Regions from separate parts of the Mus musculus genome. Here regions 1 and 2 are each linked to region 3. The links are chromatin contacts, called in public HiChIP or PLAC-seq maps. All regions are on one chromosome and are shown on one strand. Each heading gives the region's core, a stretch centred on a gene start, on an enhancer-like site or on the middle of the called end of the contact. The rest is flanking DNA. Distances are from core to core; before and after follow the strand shown. Region 1 overlaps Fam169a (family with sequence similarity 169, member A). Region 2 has its middle 22 kb from the start of Gm33390. Region 3 overlaps Gm34087 (a long non-coding RNA gene).

Region 1 (3,919 bases), core at 271-2,770, 490 kb after region 3:
ATGAGAGAAGACAGTGGGTACCGTAAGCCAAGTGCATCTTCTGTAAAGGAATCAACAAAATCTTCCAGCATATGAAGCCCCAAATCTTTTCCTCTGTATTTCTTCCTTATAAACATTGTATCAAGAACTGGCAGTTGGTAATTCTGAGTAAGAAATGAGGCACATAAGCTTCCTGCAGCAGTAAGAGAAACCAAAGAATTTTACACAGTAAGTTACATGGACATTTAGTAAATACGAGTTAACATTTCTGAAAATAGCTTTTCCCTTAAGTAAAAAAGCACACCAAAAATGTGTATATTCTTTAATAAAGTATATTGTAACTTTTGTTATACTCTATAATGTATGTGTGATAATAAGAATAGCTGTTATTTTATGTTTGCCAACAGTAATATAGGACAAGTAGCTTACTAACATTTCATGACGTACATACTTGGCTATGACTATATGTATATTACACTCTATCTTTAGACATAACCTAACCTTCTCTATCTGCTCCACGAACTGAAACAGCTAAAACCATGAGCCAAAAATAAATACTTTCAATTGCTTTTGCTCAGATATATGGTCACAGCAACAAAAGTCTGACTAGAACACTATACAAGGAAATCCTATTTGGTCATAAGAAGAAATGAAGAGTTGGATTAGAGAAATGGCTCACAGAGTCAGGGATTGGTTCTCAGCACCCATATGATGGCTAACAAACATCCATAACTCCATCCCACCTCTGATCTCTTAGGGCACAAGACATGCACACGGTACACATACAGGCAAGCAAACAAAACAGTAATACAGATATAATAAATCTAATTTTTCCAAAGAGGTGAAGTACTGATACATACTACAATATATTATATGAGACTTGGAAAAAGACTATTAAGCCGAAAGAAAGAAAGAAAGAAAGAAAGAAAGAAAGAAAGAAAGAAAGAAAGAAAGAAAGAAAGAAAGAAAAGCTAGATACAAGCCACACAACATATGACCTAGATTAATTCATAGATTAATCCATGGATTCATGGTTGCCAAAGGCTGGAAATAAGAGTGACATTTGTATATAGATTTTCTTGTTTTGTAATAATAAAAATGATACAAAACTGGTAAAATATGATACATTTGAAATGTGTAAATTTTGTGGTATATGAATATGCAACTTATTTAAAATATAAATAAAATAGCAATGTACACATTTGATGTATACCATTTATAATCAAATTCTGCAGAGACAAGTCTGAAAGTATGTTCCTTCAAGCTTACACATGTTCTCAGTGAATCTTGACATCCGCTTGTCCAGTCTCTCTGAGCCAAGCGCCCCGCACTCACCCCTGGTCCTTCCTGCAGCCTACAACAGTCCATCAGAAAGCCTGCAGCAGGAGCAGCAACAATGCCTTGGGCCTTGTTTCCTTTGCCCAGGCCACAGCACCAATCCCAGGCCTTCCAAAGCAGCCCTGTTGCTACACTCTCAACCCTGCTGACACGCTCTGTACTGATGAGTTGTCAGGAGCTGTTTCGGCTCCCGGAGAAGCTGGCTCCGGAGGTCCCTCCCCATTTCAGACCTAAACACGTTTGTCTTAAGTATCCTCTAAGGCCCCTTGTCTAGGCATGTGCCCCCACCACAAGAATGAATAAAGAGTCAAACAAAACAAAACAAAACAAAACAAAACAAAACAAAACAAAACAAAACAAAACCAGCTCTGTGACAGAGAGGGAAGAGAACAAAACAGCTCAAGGACAAAAACATCATGTTCTAACAACAACTAAAACGGATAAACGGATTTCCAAGAGATGTTACTATGATTGATCCCATGCTGTAAGAGTGTGAGACGCTGGGAGTTCAGTTGCGGGAAGCACTACCCTGGAGAGAAGCTCACAGGGAACTCCAGCTAACTTAACTGCTGGTTATTGTGAGCTCCAGATTTGATGCTGTTACTGCCATCTGCTCTGCTGGGAGCCTTCCTGGGGAGACTCTGCTCTGCCAGGGGCTCTCTCGATCTGGAACTCCAGCTAGGAGCCCTAACGGTGCTTCCCCACTGGGTTTCTGACGGATTTGATGACATTACCTGTTAGTTGTTATTTATTCTTTTACTTGGAAGCCTCAAGTGGGGGTGTGGAATGACATGGGAGACTTTTATCAACAACTCTAGTTACCTGCCTCAGTGGGCTTTCTCAACTGATTTCTGCTAGACATTTTAACCAGCTTATTTAAAGGTGTTCTGCTATCTATCTTAGAAACTCACTCATTCAAAACCAATACTATGAGTAGAGATGGATCAGTTTTTCAGAACACCCGTTCTTGAAAAGTACCTGCATTCAGCTCTCAGCACCAATATGGTGGCTCATAACCATCCATAACTCTAGTTCCATTGTATCTGACTCCCTCTTCTGACTTGTGTGGGTACCATACACACGATACACATATATACATGCAGGAAAAACACTCATACACATAAAATAAAAATAAACTGAAAGCATGACTTAGTTTATTATAAGTCATTCTCTGGACTGTACAGAACACCTGCACACTCTGGGCACCCTGTCTCTGCACTCCTAGTGCTGCCAAGAGCATGAAGGAGTTAGGCGGAGGTGGGGCATCCTTTCCTCCCAGCACTCAGGCAGCAGAAGCAGGCGAATGTCTGTCACCAGAGAGTTCTCGGACAGCCAGGGCTACACAAAGAAACCCTTGGTTTTTGGGGGTCAGGGGGCAGCAAGAAAGATGGTGTTACCCTCCATCCTGAAACCCCTTCTGCCCTTCACCACAGAGCAGGATTCACTCGCTCTTTGGCCTAGAAACCTTTGAAGATACAACCTCTACCCTCTCCAAATTCTATCACTCACTCTATAAACCAAGCTAGGAAGCCATCTGCAATTTCTGAAGTATTCAAACCGATTTCTCCACTTTCAGTTCCTACCTGGAATCTCTTCTGAGACTCACACTTCCTGTTTCTCCATCAGCTCATCAGAAAACCTTCTCCTAATCACTCTATTTAAAATAGCTTCTCCGACACCTCTGATACCCTCTCTTTAATTTACCTGATCTTTTTCCTAGTACCTACTTGTCTGCCCATTAGTTCCTCAAGGACAGAGCTTTTACTATTCTCAATGTGTTCCTTATTCTTTTCCCCTACTCTTCCCTCTCCTATTCCTCATCTGTGTATCACCTAAAAATAACATAAATAAACACTTCAGTGATACTACTCAAGATCTAGTAGCAGAAATCACAAGCTTATTCTGCCAGAGGGAGCAGCTTCCTCCTCTCGCCAAGTCACTTCTTTGTCCGCCAAGAAAGTAGCCCTTGGGGTTGGGGATTTAGCTCAGTGGTAAAGTGCTTGCCTAGCAAGCCCAAGGCCCTGGGTTCGGTCCTCAGCTCCGGAAAAAAGAAAAAAAAAAAAAAAAAAAAAAAAAAAGTAGCCCTTCACCGCCCTAAAACCACCTTTAGCATCTCATAAACATGTCAACGTGGGGAATATTTTTCCCACACTGTATGATATGAACCCAAAACAAATTAGTTAATCATTCTTCATGTTTTCAGAGTCAGTTAAGTGTTAGCTATCTAAAAGAAACCAACTCAGGAAAACTTGGTAAGGGTCTAGTTTGGGCTTGAGTAATAATTACCCTCACAATCATCCACAAGGTGTTTGTTTGTTTGTTTGTTTTGGTTTTTCAAGATAGAAACTCTGTGAATCCCTGGCTGTCCTAGAACTCACTCTGTAGACCAGGCTGGCCTTGAACTCAGAAATCCGCCTGCCTCTGCCTTCCAAGTGCTGGGATTAAAGGTGTGCACCACCACTGCCCGGCTCAGAAGATGTTTCAAGTTACCCAACACTGTAAATTTTAGACAGACTAAATTTTATTAATTTAAAATAAAATAATTACAATTCATCTTCAGATAGCTGAAGCTCAGAGCCCATCTCAGGCAATGAATTCACTG
Region 2 (4,119 bases), core at 1,366-3,865, 280 kb after region 3:
GTACATCTGGCACACTCGTCAATGTGTTGTGCCTATGGCTCCCTTTCCTTCTTTAATAGATTAACTCTTGGGACCAGTGTGTTGGGCAACACGCTAAGGGGAGACAGCCATCAAGCCGGAAATCCACAAATATCTTCCAGCTCTCCTCCGCCTTTCTGCTTCTCCCTTCTGTTTCCATGGTCAACATTCCATATTTGCCACCATGGACCCTCCCCTTAGATGGAGTGCTTCTTTCACATTCAAACACTTTCTGCAAAGGATTTCAGGGACTGTGCTGAGCCCTGAGGGAGACAGAGAGGCAGAGGAACCAGGGTTCCTGTCTGCAGGCTTCAATTGTCTGTATGTGTTAACATTCAAGGAGAAACAGGCATAACCCATAACCCTACAATCACTATTTTAAAAATTGCAGATGTGATCGGTGTTTCAAAGGAGAGGACCAGTGTGCCATGTAGCTGTCTGGTAAGGCCCTGCTATCTCTTTGGTTTTCTTTGATGTGTCGAAAGCATCCGGCATAGACCACAGAAGAAGGGTCTACTTTAGCTCACAGTTCAGCTGGCAGTAGGGACACAGAAGTGTTCATGTCACTGAATTTCTTCACATCTCAAAGAATCAGAAAGCAAAGCGCTTGAGCCAGGATTTAGACCACACTAGAGTCTGTCAAGGTCCTTACCCAAGAAAGCCACTTGCTCCAGCGAGGATCCTAAAGGATCCACAGCCTTTTAATATAGTGTCACCAAGTATTCAAACACACTGTCCTGTCAGTGACAGTTTACATTCAAACCAAAGCAGCCTGTGAAGAATGAACTGAAAGCTGAGGCATTGTGGGAAGTAGTTAAGTCAGGACTGATGTTCTTATACATGGTGGCACTATAGCCAAAGTAGCCTGCGAAGGAAGGCTGATAATGGCGGTCATCTGTGCTAGAAATTGACAAATGGGAGCCTAAGACAAATTAGGCCTTGAGCATTAACCTAGGAAGCATTTCCATCCTGTGCCCAACAGAAGCAGGAGAAACGCAGGCACCTCACAGAGTGAATGTGTTTTAAGAATCTAGAAGCCGGGCAGTGGTGGTGCACACCTTTAATCCCAGCACTTGGGATGCAGAGGCAGGTGGATTTCTGAGTTTGAGGCCAGCCTGGTCGACAGAGTGAGTTCCAGGACAGCCAGGGCTATACAGAGAAACCCTGTCTCGAAAAAGAAAGAAAGAAAGAAAGAAAGAAAGAAAGAAAGAAAGAAAGAAAGAAAGAAAGAAAGAAAGAAAGAAAGAAAGAAAGAGGAAGGAGGGAGGGAGGGAGGGAGGGAGGGAGGGAGGGAGGGAGGGAGGGAGGGAGGGAGGGAGGGAGGGAGGAAGGACCTAGAAGGCATATGGTTGTTTGGAAGATAATGGCCGACCCGTCCAGCAGGTCCAGTTATTCAAGGGTCTCGAGGGGACCTTCTCCTAAGAACCAAATTGGGGGATAGAGAGAGACGAGAACCTTGTGCGAATAACAACATGGAAACGTACTGAGTGGCATCAAGGTTCCAATGTATTAGCCAGGCCCAAGGTTTAAATGCACAAGCAAAAGGGGAAGTGCCATTCAGCAGGAAGGATGGGGCAGTAGAATTGCACAAACAAAAGGGGAAGTACAGGTACTTATCAGTGGGAGGGGTGGGGCAATAGAATTGCACAGGAGGGGTGGGGCAATAGAATTGCACATTCTTTAGGCAGTTACATGGGGAAGCAGGAACTTGGTGGTATCAGGGTGTGGTCAGGACATCTGGCACTGACTTAGGGCTGGAACATCCTGTGGTTGTTCTCGGAACAGTGTGTCGTGGCCCGCTTTTGACCCCCCTTTCTTCTCGGGGGGGGGGGGGAGGCCCAATTCAGAGATCAGGACAATTGTGTTGTCTTAATGGCTCCCAACAAATGGCTATGGAGAAATTGGACTTATTCCAGTGATACTGAGGAGCCAGAAGAACGATGCATTAGAGTGGGTTATTGGATTATCTGTGGACAGTTTTCATTCTTGCCAGGAGTTGCCGTGTTCCTGTTATATTAACTTTACCTGGGGAGATGTGAACAAAGGTCTGTTCACACAAGATATTTCACCGGACAAGTAACAAACCCACAAAGTCCACTATGGCAAACCCATCCATTTATAGGTTACTTTGAGAAACTTGGGTGATTCAAAATCAGCCCACCCCAGCCCCATGAGGACTCTTGGACTCCTTGCACAACCTGCAGGTAGCTCAGCAGATGGGTCAGAGTCTCCAGGAGTCCCTGCTAGTGGGAGTTTCTTCTAGGCAGCAATTGTTAACTGATTCTACAACCCCAGAGCAGGGCCTTGAGGGTCTTGCATATTTTAGCTTTCCGGGTTTGTGAGGCTATCTGCTTCCTGATCCTGACTTCATGAGTCAGAGGAAATTGTTACACATCCTGTAAAGATAAGTCGTGCTTTGGTTGGCGGGGGGGGGGGGGGGGGGGATGATGATTTGGGGGGATTCGGGGGGGGGGGTGTGCGGGGCTTGAAGAGGTTACGTTTGTTGGGGGGGTTACGTTTGTTGGCTTGAATTAAGCAGACACTAGGCTTCACCTATAGAGAGAGACAGTGAGATTCTGTGGAGACTTGAATAACAATGGCCCCCATAGGGTCACTGATTTGAATGCTTGGTCACCAGGGAGTGGTGCTATTAGGAGATGTGGCCTTGCTGGGTGGGGGGTTGGGGGGATGTAGCTTCATTGGAGAAAGTGTGTCACTGTTGGGTGGGCTTTGAGCCAAGCACAGAGGTTCTCGCTCTCTTCCTGCTGCCTATGGATCTGGATGTAGAACTCTCAGCTCCTTCTCCAGCTCTATCTATGTCTGCCTGCAGCCTGCCAGGCTTCCTGCTATGCTGATAATGGATTAAACCTCTGAAAATGTATGCTAGGTCACTTCCTGTCACAATTATTACTGATAGTAGTGGCTAGGCCCAAATTTGGAGAAAATACAAATGAACCTAAAACAATGGTCTAAAAGGTTTTGACGGATTTAGTTCAATATTTCAGATAGCCCCAGGCGTAGGACTGTGGAACTTCTGTCTGAAAAGTTGAAAAAAAATGTGAAGAAGCTCGTCTCAGGGGTCCATCTCGGCCATCTGCCCTGAACGCTGTGCTAAAGTGGTTCAAGTGGTGGACAAAGGCCTCCTTGTCCTCGCTGTCCCCTCCTTCACTCTAAACCTTAGCATCCTCCCCCAAACCTCTGTGACTAACACCACTCCATAATTACTATCCAATCTGAAACTTTCTCAGAATGCCATGGATCCCACCCATGTGGCGGGCAAATGGTGCCCACAGCTGCTGTAAGCAGGCAGTGCAGGCTGGCCCATAATGTGGGACTGTGCAGGTTAGCCCACCCAGAGTAAGAGCGGGCACGGAGCATACCCAAGGAGACTCCCCGAAGCCAGGAAGTCTGGGATGTTTCCCTCCCCTTGGCTTTGCATTAGTTAGCTGCTGTGTGAGGGTCTGCAAAGGTCATGGCCTAATTATACCTGTGGACACCAGACAGAAGCAGTGTGGACAGGGTCTCCAATGACCTGCTGTGCCTCCCTGCCCTTCCCCTAGCCTGAAAGTTCCCCAACCAGTCTGTCCAAAAAGTGCATGAAGTATTAACAGCATTGAGGAACAAATGGTGGGATTTTTAGGTGGTGTAGTTATACTGTAGATGAGAGAGAGAGAGAGTGGGGGGGGGGGAATACCATGCCTTTTACACAGATACACACTGACTGACCTATTTACAGATAAAAAATTATGTCTAATATGTCCAGCAAGATAATCCACTTGAGAGAGACTGATAAAGACTATTCAAAGTACTATCTCCTTGTGCTGATATAGAGTGGGTAATGAAAGGACGAGGTTAAAGTGTGTGTGTGTGTGTGTGTGTGTGTGTGTGTGTGTGTGTGTCTGAAATTTTCCATGATGAAAGGTTTTCAAATTCCACAAATATTTTCTACTTTTCCAGGGACCCTAATTTACAAAGCCAGACTGCCACAGATACCTTCTTCTCTGATCCAAGAAACCATCTTGTGTGTGCTATTATTGCATATGTTCTTTGGCTACCTTTTTCTTTTTTTTTTTTTCTTTTTTGTTATTGTTGCTGTTCGGG
Region 3 (4,366 bases), core at 1,591-4,090:
TCTTTCTAGATTCTCCTTTTTAAATTAAACTAAAATGGAGGAATGCTGGCATTCCTTGTACGATCCGGCCCAACAGTTACCTAGCAACAACCACATAGGCCTGGCTTGCTATAAAAGGGACTGTTTGGCCTCTCCCTCAATGTCTAACTCTATCTGCCCTTCTGCCCCTTTTCTCTCTCTGATCTCTCTCTCTCTCTCTCTCTCTCTCTCTCTCTCTCTCTCTCTCTCTCTCTGCCTCTACTCCTGTCTCAACTCCCCTTCCCACACCCCCAAATAAACTCTATTGTATACTAAACCCATTATATGACTGGTACGATGCTTCAGCATGGGCCCACTGAGTTACCTCCTCCCACGGCACCATACTGTGCCCTACAGAACATATTCTTGGTTTTATAAAACACATCAATACCCATCAATTATCTCTTTCTTTTTTTCAGATGTGGTGAGATAATACAAATGGATGGATAGCATGATTCTTCAGTCCTCATGTGTAAATAAATTCTAGTATAGCTGCCACTGTTGTGCAGATTGGGACTGGGCACGATCAGCGTTATGATGGGAGTAAACACAAAAAAGGTGAAACCCCTTCCCGTGCTCTGTTCTTCCATCTCCAGCCCCAAAGGGTCATGGAGTCTGCCTCCGTCCAGCTGAATGGCAGCATCCTTCCATGGGTAAGGGCTTCCTGGAACATTTGCTGACCCTCTGGGACATGTCTGACCCTCTGCTCCCTGCTCAGGACTTTGGGGACAGAACACATGTGTCTATTTCTTTCTTGATTCTGCGTCTATTTTTAGAGTCCTAGATAACTACCAAAGTGCAGTTTTGTGCCTCCCTCCCTCCTATCACCTGCTCTTGTGTTTTGTGGCACAAAGGATGCACTATAGGCTCAAGCAAGCTCCACCCCCACCCCTGAGGACAGAAGGCATAGGGAAACACGTCAAAGCACAACAAGTGACCATGGCTGCACCTTACTTGAAGGGAGTTCCCAAGGAGAATCATTTGCCCAGCCAAGGACTCTCTGGACTCACCAGAACACTTTTTATTTAGCGCAGTGAGACCAGGTACCGGTATCCTTCAAAAGCTCCTTAGACATTCTGAAATTCAGAAAGACCCAAAAGAATCAAATGAGCACCCACTTTCTGGAACTCCAGGCTTGCCTCATTGCAGGACTAAGACCAGGAATCCAGCTGAGTCTGACTTGCAGCCACAAGGGACTTTTCCCAGTGTGATGCCCTTAGTTAAGGAGGTGGGGCAGAGGGGTTGAAGGGGAGGGTATCAGGACCACAACAAATGGAGAAAGGAGAGAATTTCTTTGGTAATAAGGCTGGCCCCACCATTCTCGGGCTCCCAAGTGACCTGGACCTTCAGGGGTGCCTATAAATCAGATTGTATAAGCCAGGGCTTGCTTGTGTGTTATACATTACCATAATTTTTTTTTATTTTAGTAAAAAAAACTCTGGCTTTTTTTTTTCAAGTCACAGGACTCCAGCCCTCCTGGCAGGTCCTAAGTGAAACAAATTACTTCTAGAGAGTAAGCTCTATACCCTGGCCTCCTCCCTCATTGAACCCGCAGCTGCCTCTTTGTAAGCCTAAGACTATTGTAAGCTATTGCCCTAGGGGCAACCAAGGGGCTGTGTCTCCCTGCAGGTGTGCCAGGAAGACAGCGGGAGTCTGTAGGAAGCAGAGGTTGGTTGGACCTAGAAGCTGATTCAAGCTACATTATTACAAAAAGTTATTAAGCGATATTCAGTTACAGGATCCTGGGCTAAACAAAGAATGAGGCCCGGGGCAGCCAAAAACCATATGGACCTGGAGGTTGCACACACCTGCATGGGAGCGGGCAGGCCCAGTTAGAAGCCGTCATCAATTCTAGGAAAGCCATAAAGTTTGGACTTGCTTCATGGCACTTTCTAATTAACTGTGTGGTGAGTTTTCTCCACTTTCCTATAAAAGCCGGTGCCCCTCCTCCACCCCTCTCTCTACCTTGTCTCTCTCCCTCATGTCCCAAGACACCTGGGGAAAAGTTTCCCAGGGAAGCTCTCCAGTGGGCCTCAGACCATGGAAGACACTCTAAGCAGGAAGATGGCACTCGTTCTTGTGTGGAGAGAAAAAAAAGAATAGAACAGGCTCTTTGAAAGGCTCTCAAGAGAATCATCCAAAACAAGGAGCCAGCACGGCCTCCCTTAAAGAAGAGGGAGAAGCTACAAGTCACTTGAGCTGATGAAGGGAAGAACATTGGTTTAGCCAATTCTACTTACCCAACAGACTGGATAAACAGAAAGGAGAAAGATGAGTCTTAATTCTGCGGTGATATGCAAGAAGATATAGCATCTAGTGTTTAGGTTCTTTGCAAAGCAGATGCCTTGGTGGATGTCTGCTATAATTTTCATACTGGTAAATCCGTGTGCTCGTGTGACTCTGAGCACCCTACGGTGGCAAAATCCCAAGGCAGCTTAGTCTCCAGGGCTTTCTGGAGAATTGTGTTGATGCATTTAGAACATCTGCATAATGCACACTTACACTATGGACCACGAAGTCACATTCAGAAGGCAGAACTCATCTCTCACCATTGCTCATCTGCAAAAAGAGGAGGAAAAATGCAAAGTATTTCTGATGAGGCAGAGGTTTCCCTTGGCCTCTTACCTGGCTGGGCTGACGATTTCTCCATCTGGTGCTGACAGCAACTTTGGCTGGTGCTGAGGTGGGGCCTGGCCCGGCTTGCTCCCTTTGACCTCCACAGTGCAAATCTCTTGAAACGATAAAGGAGCCGAGTGTGAGGCAAGGCCTCGAGCCTGGGCGGATGAATGTGCCCTACAGCTTCTCGGAGCACAGCAGGGAGATGTCTGAACAAAGCATGGAGACCTGCACTGAGGCCCTGGTGGGCTGTTCCAAGACTGCACTCCAGGATCCACCTAGACCTAGCCATTTGGTCCTGGCTATTGAAACAGAAAGGCCTATTGCTCCAGGCCATGCTGTGCTTTTGCAAAAGAGTTGCCTTGTGAGAACTCAGAATATTACTATTGGTCAGCTTGTAGATGCATGTCTGCCTTCAGATTGGTATAAAGCAACAGCCCTCAACCTGTGGGTCACAGTCCCCTTGGGGATTGAATGAGCCTTTCACAGGGGCTTAAGACCATCTGCATATCAGATATTTACATGATGATTCATAACAGCATCAGCATTACAGTTATGAAGTAGCAACAAAAATAATTTTATAGTTGGGGATCACCACCACATGAGGAACTGTATTAAAGAGGAAGACCACTGGTATGAAGCAATGGTTGAGGACCAGTTATGTCTGTGTCTGTCTTTTAAAATTCAAGAGACTGCAAAGTAGGACCACTCATGCTAGAGCTAAGAAACAGGTTTTCTTTTCTCTTTCCTTTCTTCTCCTCCTCCTTCTCTTCCCCTTCTCTTCCTCTTCCTCCTCTTCCTCTTCCTCTTCCTCTTCCTCTTCCTCTTCCTCTTCCTCTTCCTCTTCTTCTTCTTCTTCTTCTTCTTCTTCTTCTTCTTCTTCTTCTTCTTCTTCTTGTCTTTTTTTTATGATGGGTTCTCACTCTCTTGCTCAGGCTGGCCTTGTACTCATGTTCTTCCTGCTTCCGTTTTCTGAATGTCAGCATGATTTTAAGAGCCAGCGTGCCCACTGGGTCTGTGCTTTTGTTATCATTCTGAATGTGAGAAGAGAATTCAGACTTGCAAGAAGGGGTTGGCACACTCAAGGGGACAGAGTGTGGGAATTGTCAGGAGAAAGTCCCCACCTCCATGTGCTCTGAAGGATGTGAGGCAAGCTTACACAATATCTCATATTCCAGTCCCAGAAGGGAGGCGGTCACACTGTGTAATATTTCCAGTTACGTTCAAGAAACAGCCTGGAATGATCAGAGCCATAACTCTTGACTGCAGCAAATGGAAGGGTGGGGTGAAGGGAACCACGCAAGAGTAATTAGGCAGCCGGTGACCGTGGCTCTGAACCTGCTGGCCCTGCTAAACAGAACATAAATTTTTTTAAGGGCTACAGTGGGCTCTGTGCAGCACAACTTTGATATCTGAGATGCAATTAGACTTTGCCCTTATGAGGAATCAACTAAAAGCTTGCAAAATACCCCTGTTACTCTGGCGTGTTGTTTTCCCAGGCCAGTGTGCACACTGCTTCCTTGTGGCCCCCACAGTGCGTGACAGTCATTTGTGGGTCTTCTCTGGAGGCATCGGCCTCCTGGTACACCAGGGACTCCATACAGACAGTGAAAATAATTTGACCACTTGCTGCTTCCCAGTCACTCAAGGGTGATATTGAATCTGGAGCAGTTAAGACTCCCTAGAGAAATGAAGCGGAGAGATAAAAGTCTTTGCTAGGCCCTACAGGATT

Evidence for each region. HiChIP or PLAC-seq counts read pairs in DNA pulled down with a chosen protein or histone mark.
Region 1: a contact with region 3 is called in an H3K27ac HiChIP or PLAC-seq map of embryonic stem cells, with 4 times the contacts expected there. The contact joins two enhancer-like sites.
Region 2: an H3K27ac HiChIP or PLAC-seq map of embryonic stem cells shows a contact between it and region 3, with 7 read pairs. The contact joins two enhancer-like sites. A contact is called at or near these places in 4 of 484 Hi-C or Micro-C datasets (the N1E-115 cell line, bone marrow-derived macrophages and nephron progenitors), 5 of 115 datasets of contacts at active chromatin or transcription factors (all in embryonic stem cells) and 1 of 9 other capture datasets (embryonic stem cells).

Annotation. Positions count from the first base shown.
Region 1 is chr13:97,103,207-97,107,125 of GRCm38.p6, reverse strand. It overlaps Fam169a (family with sequence similarity 169, member A), which reads right to left. Exons shown (of 13, transcript NM_001100458.1): 6 at 1-172. Among named protein-coding and RNA genes, the nearest start is that of Nsa2, 33 kb to the left of the region's middle. Within about 2 kb of position 1,520, at least 14 of the 459 cell types and tissues checked have an H3K27ac peak or open chromatin away from gene starts, as enhancers often do. A contact at or near this core is called in embryonic stem cells, where this site is marked.
Region 2 is chr13:97,319,132-97,323,250 of GRCm38.p6, reverse strand. No RefSeq gene overlaps it. Among named protein-coding and RNA genes, the nearest start is that of Gm33390, 22 kb to the right of the region's middle. Within about 2 kb of position 2,615, at least 19 of the 459 cell types and tissues checked have an H3K27ac peak or open chromatin away from gene starts, as enhancers often do. A contact at or near this core is called in embryonic stem cells, where this site is marked.
Region 3 is chr13:97,598,760-97,603,125 of GRCm38.p6, reverse strand. Gm34087 (a long non-coding RNA gene) reads left to right here. Exons shown (of 5, transcript XR_873831.2): 5 at 438-516. Among named protein-coding and RNA genes, the nearest start is that of Gm34087, 22 kb to the left of the region's middle. Within about 2 kb of position 2,840, at least 34 of the 459 cell types and tissues checked have an H3K27ac peak or open chromatin away from gene starts, as enhancers often do. A contact at or near this core is called in embryonic stem cells, where this site is marked.